Linked DNA regions of Hordeum vulgare: region 1 is linked to region 2. A link is a contact called in public Hi-C data. All regions are on one chromosome and are shown on one strand. Each heading gives the region's core, a stretch centred on a gene start, on an enhancer-like site or on the middle of the called end of the contact. The rest is flanking DNA. Distances are from core to core; before and after follow the strand shown.

Region 1 (4,663 bases), core at 774-3,273, 200 kb after region 2:
ACCTGTGGGATGCAATGGGTTTCTACTCCAATTGTCATTCTTTGTCTTTGTAAATATAAGGGAGAGAAACAAATGTGATATAGACATAACCACACTTAGACCCTTCACGACAAACATCCTTAAAATAGCTTACTTGACTTCCATTCTATGTTTCAAATAGCTCAATTTATTTTCAGGGCTGAAGTTGGTCTCTACATCATCAAACAATTCACATACACTTTCAATTGTATTATTTGCTTCTCTTCTTGGACTTTTCAAATAGTTCACTTCACTTTCATTCTAAGTTTCATATAGTTTGCTTAACTTGCAAGTTGGAGTTGGTCTTTGCGTCAGTTGACGCAATGGGTCATCTAGTATAAGCAAATAATGAAAGATTGGTAGCATTGCCAGAAACAATTATACTTTCTTTCACCGACATGTTGGACATCCAACATCCGGGTTCATATGCCATGCACCAAATTAGAGTGCATAACCATATGGGAGACTCACCAGGTCGTTGCATCGCAATAATGATGATTAATGAGCTATCAAATCCCTTGCCTTTCCTGAAAAGTACGAAACAAATAAAAGCAGTGGTTGTTTGTGGCTACTCCGGATCATGCTACTAATCACCTAGTGGGTCTTGGGTTTGAACCACAACTATACCGCATGTACTTTTCCACACATTTTTCTCTCTTTCTTGAGATGTGCGATCACAGATCACATGTACGCTGACGTAGCATGGAATGGTACCCACATCCATGCATGGGATGGTCTTAGAAGAATGTAGACAGTTGAGTACAATTAGGTTACTACAAATGTGAATCATAACCACATAAACTGGTGGATAAATATTAGTCAATGACTCATATCGAATCCAAGGCCTAGGATTCAAAATTTAAAAACTGATACACTATATAGTAGTATAGATAATATAGAAAATCAACAAATACTTACGTACGCGCGAAATACACGACGTGAGTGCCATGCAAAACCTATTTTAAAATTTCAAAACGGTATTACTTTCAAATCCAGCACTCAAACTAAAATTCGTTGGATCGAAAATCGACATCAGTTAGTCCATATACAGCGTAAAAGCAATACACTATTGTGTTTCTTCATGTTGGAGTGTTCAATTTTCTTCATAGATTCATATTTAGGTCCCTTCCTTGATGAATGGAAAACGACTCTTTTCAACCACCCGCTCTTTATGCTATGCATCCTCGTGAGGTCAGGCCCCACCCACCACACGTCCTTCCCTTATCTTCACTTGGGAACACGCAAGCCTTCCATTTTCCCTCCCCCACAACGAAATCACCTTTTCTATTACTTTTAATTCTCATCTTTGATCCCCGCCATGGATTTGCTCTTCAACCGTTCTTGCGGAACGTGCGGTGCCGCGAAGCGTCGACGACGACATCTCGACACCGACATAACTGATGCATCCCCCCGCTTCATCTCGATGCCAGAGTTGCAATGAAGCTTCGACGAAGACTTCAGTGCTGTGTTGGAGCTTTGCCAGGGCTGCAATGAAGCTCGCCAGACGCCGTCGGTGCTGTGTAAGAGCTTCACCGGGGCTGTAATGGAGCTTCGCCGAAGCCGTCAATATTCCATTAGAGCTCCACTGGGGCTGCAATGGATGTCGGTCGAAGTTGTGGAGCTTTGCTGGAGCGTCCGTGCTGCTTGAGAGCTCCATCGAGGCTGCAATGAAGCTTGTTGGATGTCGTTGGCTATGCATTGAAGCTCCGTCGGGGCTGCAAACGCTTGCTGCATTTGCTATGATCCAATGACCACCAACGCGTTGATTAGACGGCTGAATAGGCGAAGAAATCACGCGGTTGATTGTAGGAATCGCCTTGATGAATTGAATGTCCGCTTCTTTCCTATTATACATGTATACATGAAGTCCCTCCATTTTCACTCATCTTCGAGACTGACAGGTGGGCCTCGGGTCACCTAGATCTGGATCTCCCATCTACGGACGGCTCAGATGAATCCACCGGCTATATTATTTGGTGACATGCCATTTCCGCACCCAAGCCGAATCTTACGCCTCTGACGTCTCTTCCTCCCCCCACCCCCCTCCCCCTTGCCTTTTGCAGCTCTGCTTGCTCGCGTGGTGCTGCAATTGAGATCGACTCGTCGGTGGTCGACTCCTCGGCGGCGAGCACCGGGGTTAGGGTTTAGGGGCCTGGATCCATGGCTCGGCCCATGGGATCCAGCGGCTTCGAGGCTGCCCTAGCCGTGTGCCCCGCCGCCGCCCAGGCCTACTTCAAGTACTGCGGTGAGCTCCCCCGCTTTCGAATTCGCTTTCTCGTTCCGTCGGTTGGTTTGTCTCGGGTCGGAGCTTCGGAGGTTTCAGGGTTAGAATCGCTCGTATCCGTGCCGACTTGGTGGTTTAGGCTTGAGAGATCAAATATTACGAATTTTAGGAGTCTTCTGGCGACGGACTCGTCTTTCCTGCATTTGCGTGATCTTTAAGAAATTCTGATGATTGCGAGGAGAAAAGAAGTAGCCTTTGGGTTTATCCTTTGGTCAATTGTCTGGTTTCTTGTGAGCGTCTTTAGAGGTTGCTGTTTTCTCGCTTCTAGGGTTGCAAAAGATCACAAGAAGTTTTAGTTAAATGTGTATAGATTCGCAAAAAAAAGAGCTAAACGTGTATAAGGCAAATGCTCGAGGCTGAAATCACAATTCTACTTTTTTTTAGATAAATCCTGGAACAATTCAATTAGGCTGTATTTCTTTAAGAACCGAACGGACAATCATTTGTCAAAATCAAGCTAGCAATGTTCATATATATGTTCAGCATATCCTACATGATATTGTAATTCTTTGTATGCTATATGGTTACTTGCGTATGTTTCTTTATGTGCTGTCTCAAGTCCATTTGTTGTTCTGTTCGTTGCTTGCTAGGTATTGTATCCGGATGCACAAATGCGAACCCAAGGGAAGGGTTGGCGGATCTTTCACGAACTATAGATAATATGGAAGGAATGAGGTAAGAGCTGTTTGTTTTAGTTACCCTATTGTAGTATTTGATGTTTGTTTACTACAAAAGTGACATTTGTTAAAACAGATTAATCACAATATAGTGTCTTCTATGCTACTCACTGGAACATACTTTGTCAAAAGCTTCTTGCCTACTTACATAGAGTTGAAACATTGTCGAGGATGATCCGACTAAGATTGGGCAATATATGTTGCAGACTTATACATAGTTGTCTTGTACCTGTCTGTTGTTACTGTAAATTTAGAGTTCGAGCTTATGTTCGTGCGTTAACATGTATAACACGTGATTGTTTGACCGCTTCTATTGTAAATGTTAGAAATAGCAATGCCACGCTTTCCATTGGACACACCCATGACCTACCCAGGGCAAATACACACACATATTTCCATGCATGAGAAAATCCTGTTTCCTTTATTTTATTTTTTGTATGTGTCATATTCTCTTTTCTTATGTTCTTTCTACCTTTTGGCTGACTACATACTCTATTACTTATATAGGGATGGAATATTTGGTGATATTCACAAGCTCATGTCAGTTCTTGAGTTCGTAAGAGGCACTTCCCAAGCAGATTATGCATTTTTCAAATGCTTCTCAATACATTATGCTAATCTATGCCCCCTTCTATTAGGATGATGTGAGCCAATTTAATTCCTTCTATGATTTTGTCTTCTTCATTTCTCGTGAAAATGGACAAAAGAATATCAGTAAGCCCCGTTTCCTTTATCACGTCCATCCATGCCGCTGTGTCATTTTTTTACATCCCAATAAGACTAACTGGGTATCGTTTTTCATGATTTAGCTGTTCAGAAGGCTCTTGCAGCATGGAGGATAGTTCTTCTTGGAAGGTTCCGATTGCTTGACCGGTGGTGTAACTTTGTTCAGGTACGCAAATTTACTGGTTAACAATTATATGCAAATTTCTATAAATTCATCTCAGACAAATTTCGTTACTTTATTCTTTTATGATGGCTGCTTCTGTAGTATTGCTAGTGCTTTCATTCTTTATCTAGTTTTAGTGAGAGCAGTAAAAGCGTGGGATGAATTATATGTTTTATACTTATATTATTCCCTAGTAAATAATCAAATATAAAATTGTCAGCTATCTTCTCATTAGATCAAGTTCAACAAACAAGCTGTTTAAGAAGAATATGTGATCATGAAGGGATGTCCACTTGACATTAATCTAGTCAACTTCATTGATTCCATTGCAGTAAGGGTGCAAGCAGACATGGGCAGCCCGATAAACAGCTAGGCAATGCCGCAACAATGTCTGCAATTGTCTCGCAACTTACTGCATATCCCACAAGAGAACACTCTTCCTTTGACCCTGATGGTATTGTTGAATGATGCTAGCTTAGTTATACTGAGATTTTCCATGTGCACCAATCTAGCAAGCTTATGTGGGGCTTCCGCATCCGTTGCAGTGGCCCAGATCAATCCTAGCAATCTGTAGTGGACAAATACGTTATCCACTCTAATCATTGGTGGACACTCTGGTCTAGGGCGGGCAGCTGCAACTCTCGCTGCTTGCATCCTTACATTGCAGTGGTGTTTAGCCTAGAGTTGATTGTTTGGTACATGATGGTAAATAGATCTATCAACATCTCATTGGACATGTCAAGTGTCTTGTTCTCTAGTAGCACCCAATACTTTCTTCTTACAAAATCTCAACCT
Region 2 (4,566 bases), core at 453-2,952:
GCATCGTAGGTGGCGGTGGATCTTGGGATCCCGCTCCCAGGGACGTCGCAGGATGTGGTGGCCCGTGCAGGAGAGATGGGTTCTTCGAACAGATCTGGGTAATAGCTTGCTTTCGGCTACTGCCAAGGCCGATGATGGCGGCGTCGTCTACATCGTTCCCTTCGTGAAGGCATCGCCTAGGAGAAGTTCAAGGCCACTCTCTGCTACCTCCGGGAGAAACCCTAGATCGGATGACGGCGACGCTCTTGTGTCGTTTCCTCCTTGGGGGCGTCATTCATGGAGGTACACACGGGCTCGAGGGACCATTGGTCGGCATCTAAGGTGGAGTGGTGTTCCCTATGACACATCGACGTCGTGGAGTCTCGGTGGCGAGGTGCAGCAAAGTCTCGGCGACGGATGCGTGATGATGAGCGCGCATAGGGAGGAGGCGATGTCTGACACTGTGAGGGTATCGACGGTAGGCCTTGCAAGGTCGATGCGTGGGTAGCTGTTCTGAAGATGGATTGATGGAAGGCGGCGGCGACGACCTATGAGGGTGCGTCGGACCGGTTTGTGCTCCTGACCCGGTATGTGGCTTGGTCGGGGCCTCCGGCTTTAGATGTTAGGCTAGGTGAGAGGTGTGGATATGTGGCTCACACTTTCTGCACCCCTTCATCATTGAACAGGAGTAGCGACAAATGTTGCCAAGAGGGCGGCTTCAGACATATCGATGTATTCCTTTGTAAGATCTTTGTGAATAATTAATAAAGTGGTTGCATACATCTGCCAGATGCAGAGACCGGGAGTCATCCTCCATTTTTTTTTAAAAAAATCTAAAGTAAATGTGTTAACTTTATACTAGTTTTAATATAAAGTTATATTAAGCTTCAGAAATTTATTTTAAAACGAAAGAAAGTATCTTACAAAGAAAAGAAAAACTTTCTTCGACGTGAGTCACGTGACGCTTCTTCGTCACCATGACGATGACCATTGACGATCGAGGCCTGTAGCAGCCAGAGCTGCACCTCTATCTGTTATCCTCGTTTTCTTAGGCCCCCAATCCACTTTGAAAACCTCAATGCCATAAATGCACCTACTGTTCTACACGGAACGAAGGCCAACGTAGTAGCCCTGCCGACCTTGCTGTGATGAACTGGAGAATCTAGTCATGGCCGGCCCACGTCCCCATCCCCAGGCAGGCATTGACAATTCGACGCAATTTATCTACTGTTATTAGTTGATCAGGAGAAAACAAAAACGTTGAAAATTACTCTTCACGTTTTTCAGTTCAGAGAAAGAGATGTTCTTGTGCGGACTCCATAGAGCAAATTAGCACGACTCATGGCGGTTCTAGAGGTCATTAGCAGTTAGCCAGACAGTGCAAATTAACTCGCATCGACTTGATTACTATAATCTGATATCGCATGATGAGCAGAGTTGACCTGGTTATCAATCATCATATATAGTTGGGCAGTCCCAGTGTCCACCAGCCTGTATTTTCAGCCATCATCTCGTTCGAATCCTGTTTATCCGCGTGAGTGACGCACTATCCTGACAGCGACGACCACCCAAACAGTCGCCCAAAATTGTGCCAAACTCGAGAGGATATAGACGCAGATCGAGATGTTGGGAAGCTCACCACTCCGTCTAGTTACTACGGTCGCTCGTCTGCTAGCTCAGCTAGCTCGAGAGTTCCCTCTCCCTTGCCCTTATCTCTCTCTCGTAGTTCTAGGAATAATTGAAATCTACTGTACCACGTATGTTAGGTAGGTGGCCAATTGCGTCGAGGTTGGCGTGCGTGCGTGCGTTCAAAAAGACTTCCCTTTCCCGTGCGTCTCTCTCACCCTCCCTCAGCGCAGTGCTCCATGATTAGCTCCTCTTGGGGGGCAGGAACGAGCGTCAGCACGAACTCAACCGCAGCCGCGGCTATTTAGCCCCGGGGGTACTGCTGCACTTGCTGCCCGGGGTCAGCCAGGAGTACGTCTACGTCGTGATGGGGTGGAGATCTGCCGCCGGCCGCTTGCTGGCGATCCTGCTCGTCCTGCACCTCCTCGTCGCTTTCTCCCACGCGGCCCGCTTCACGAGTGAGCAACCCCTCCTTCCACCTCAAGAACTGCATCGCCTTCTCCGGTGGCTTTTCCGGTCAGGACGCCGCTTCGAGGTGTGGATTGCTTCTGTGCTGATTTTGATGTGGATATGTGCAGGGAGCTACAGGATGATGGCGGTGGAGGCTCCGGCGTTCCGTGGCGTTAGAGGTGATTCAGGAGAGGTACGTACACGCGTGATGCCCTGATCCCCTGCTTGCTTCAACACGGTTGGCTGGCTTGAGATTTACCTGATGATATCTCAATGGGTCCAGGCTGAATATTGCGAAATTTCTTATAGATTTTTCCTTTTTTCCTTCTTACATATTACTTCCTCGGTCACATAATATAACAGCGTATAGTATGGGAGGGAGGGAGTATTATATATCAGTCACACTCATTTTTGTATATCAGCCTGATGATATCTCATGCGTCTGTGCTGCATATTCCAAAATTTTCTTTTACATTTTTTTATTTTTATATATTATATATCAGTTAGCCACCCACACTCATTTGTGTATATCAGCCTGCTGACATCTCATGGGTTGGGTGTAAACGATGAGTCATGAGTCCATCTATAAAGAGAGTCAAAACTCAAAACCAAGCAGTGTTGACGGGAACTAGGTCTGCAATTTTTTAGTTATTACTTCTTTCGTCTTAAAATAAGTGTTTCAATTTTAATACAATTTTATATTAAATTTAGTATAAAATTAAGACACTTATTTTGAAACTAAGGTTGTATCTGACGGTGTGACTCTTGGTAACGAGGCCATGTGATTTTGTGTTTGAGCGTAAAATAGAAGTATTTATGCACAGTTTCTGTTTACAGGACATCAACGCGGCATTGCTAGATCTAAACCACTTGATGAAACATAATAAACCATAATCAGACAAATATATATACATTTGAGTTCAGGAACTATACTATTCTCCCAAAACAAAACTCTTGCTATAAGTTAATCAATGAATCATATTGCTGAAACATGTCAAAATGCTGCAGGGCAATAGGAGGGACAGCAACGCGATTGTGGAGGAGATGTTCGGAAGGATGGCTCTGCAGACAACCGACTACCCTGGTTCAGGCCCAAACGACCGTCACACTCCCAAGGCGCCCGGGACATGATCATGCCATGTCAAAGTCCAGATGCTCAACTCACTCACACGTAATATACAGTATATGTACAGAAGATTTATTAGCTCCTCGTCAAATTAGAACTTAGAACCCATCAAAATGGGTGATTATTCAAAGTGTAAATTCGTATACGTGTGGAGGTTACTGTAAGATTGTGTGCTATGCCATTTCTATTATGAAAAGTCCAATGAAGTTATCCGGGATTTCATGGCTACCTGAATATGTATCTCTCTTTGTTTAGACAAGGATATTTATCTCATAATAGTGAATTGCAGAAATTCCCTCCTATCACCCCGCCCCTGAAATTAAAGGGAAGTCCGCGCGATGCATTTTCTTTTAGTTCCCACGGAGCAAGCTTCGCACTCTAGTTGTGTCCCAAACATAAACCCTAGGGGAGATAAAAAAATGAGTGTCTAACTCTCATCTAGACGATAATTAACTATTGTAAGTTTCCTCTAAGTGAGATTAATATGCAAAAAGGAAAAGGAAAACATGAATGATTTCTTTGTGGAAAATCAATTGACAAAGGAGTTAAATGAGACACTGTGAATTGTCATCTGGAATAGAGTTAGCAAATCCGAAAAAGAAGGGCGTGTCTGCCCCTCCTGATAGTGTTGCTGACATGGGTCGTGACATGATGAAGAAGTAGGCGGGTCGCAAAAAACGGAAGAAGGAAATAAATGGCCGATGTGGCAAGCCTAGTCAGCACTGAAGCGTATATCCAAACAATTAGACCTGGCAAAAAAGTAAAAAAAAAAAGGATATTTTTTGGCACGAGTTTGTTAAATTGGGTAAAGATACTGAAAATCCGCGAAGTAGTGTAATTTGTGTTGCAATGGTTAAGTTAGGGGGTAAAAAGTCAAATTGACTCTTTTTATTAAAACGCAATTGAAGATGTGAATTGTTTCTGTGCTAATTTTGATGTGGACAAAGGGTATTTATTTCAATATTACAGAGTTGCAGTCTTTAGGATTGAGTTCAATGATATAAGGAGGGGATTTGTTAAGCCATCGTACAATGCTGTCTCACTCACTACACACAAAGTTAAGTAAACAATTTGCAACCCTATTGCGTTTACCGGACTTATTTATCGGACTATACACCATATTCTCCATTAAGCATTTGATCTCAGCAACCAAATGAGCATACCACGATCTATAGAGAGAATGATATGTCAGCGTCCACTAACATTTTTTTAGCGCCACGCATAACTCCATTTAATTGCTTCAACTGATGTAATCCAACATACTTGCATACATTTGTAGGATCGAAAGTATGTCTAGAGGGTGGGAGATTAAACTACTTGACAAGATAAAAATTTAGCATTTCCCAATTTTAGTTGAGGGGCAGCTTTGGCAGTTATGGCAAGTC

Evidence for each region. A called contact is a pair of places that touch in the nucleus more often than the background predicts.
Region 1: a Hi-C map of seedling shows a contact between it and region 2, with 5 times the contacts expected there. The contact joins the promoter of LOC123425191 here to the promoter of LOC123429651 in region 2. A contact is called at or near these places in 4 of 6 Hi-C or Micro-C datasets (leaf and seedling) and 1 of 1 datasets of contacts at active chromatin or transcription factors (embryo).

What each region holds. Positions count from the first base shown.
Region 1 is chr2H:81,339,871-81,344,533 of MorexV3_pseudomolecules_assembly, forward strand. LOC123425191 (defective in cullin neddylation protein AAR3) reads left to right here and starts at 2,024. Exons shown (of 9, transcript XM_045108866.1): 1 at 2,024-2,263; 2 at 2,893-2,977; 3 at 3,487-3,535; 4 at 3,618-3,693; 5 at 3,789-3,871. The coding sequence starts at 2,179.
Region 2 is chr2H:81,139,871-81,144,436 of MorexV3_pseudomolecules_assembly, forward strand. LOC123429651 reads left to right here and starts at 1,703. Exons shown (of 3, transcript XM_045113665.1): 1 at 1,703-2,063; 2 at 2,184-2,248; 3 at 3,064-3,398. The coding sequence starts at 1,973. The coding sequence ends at 3,186.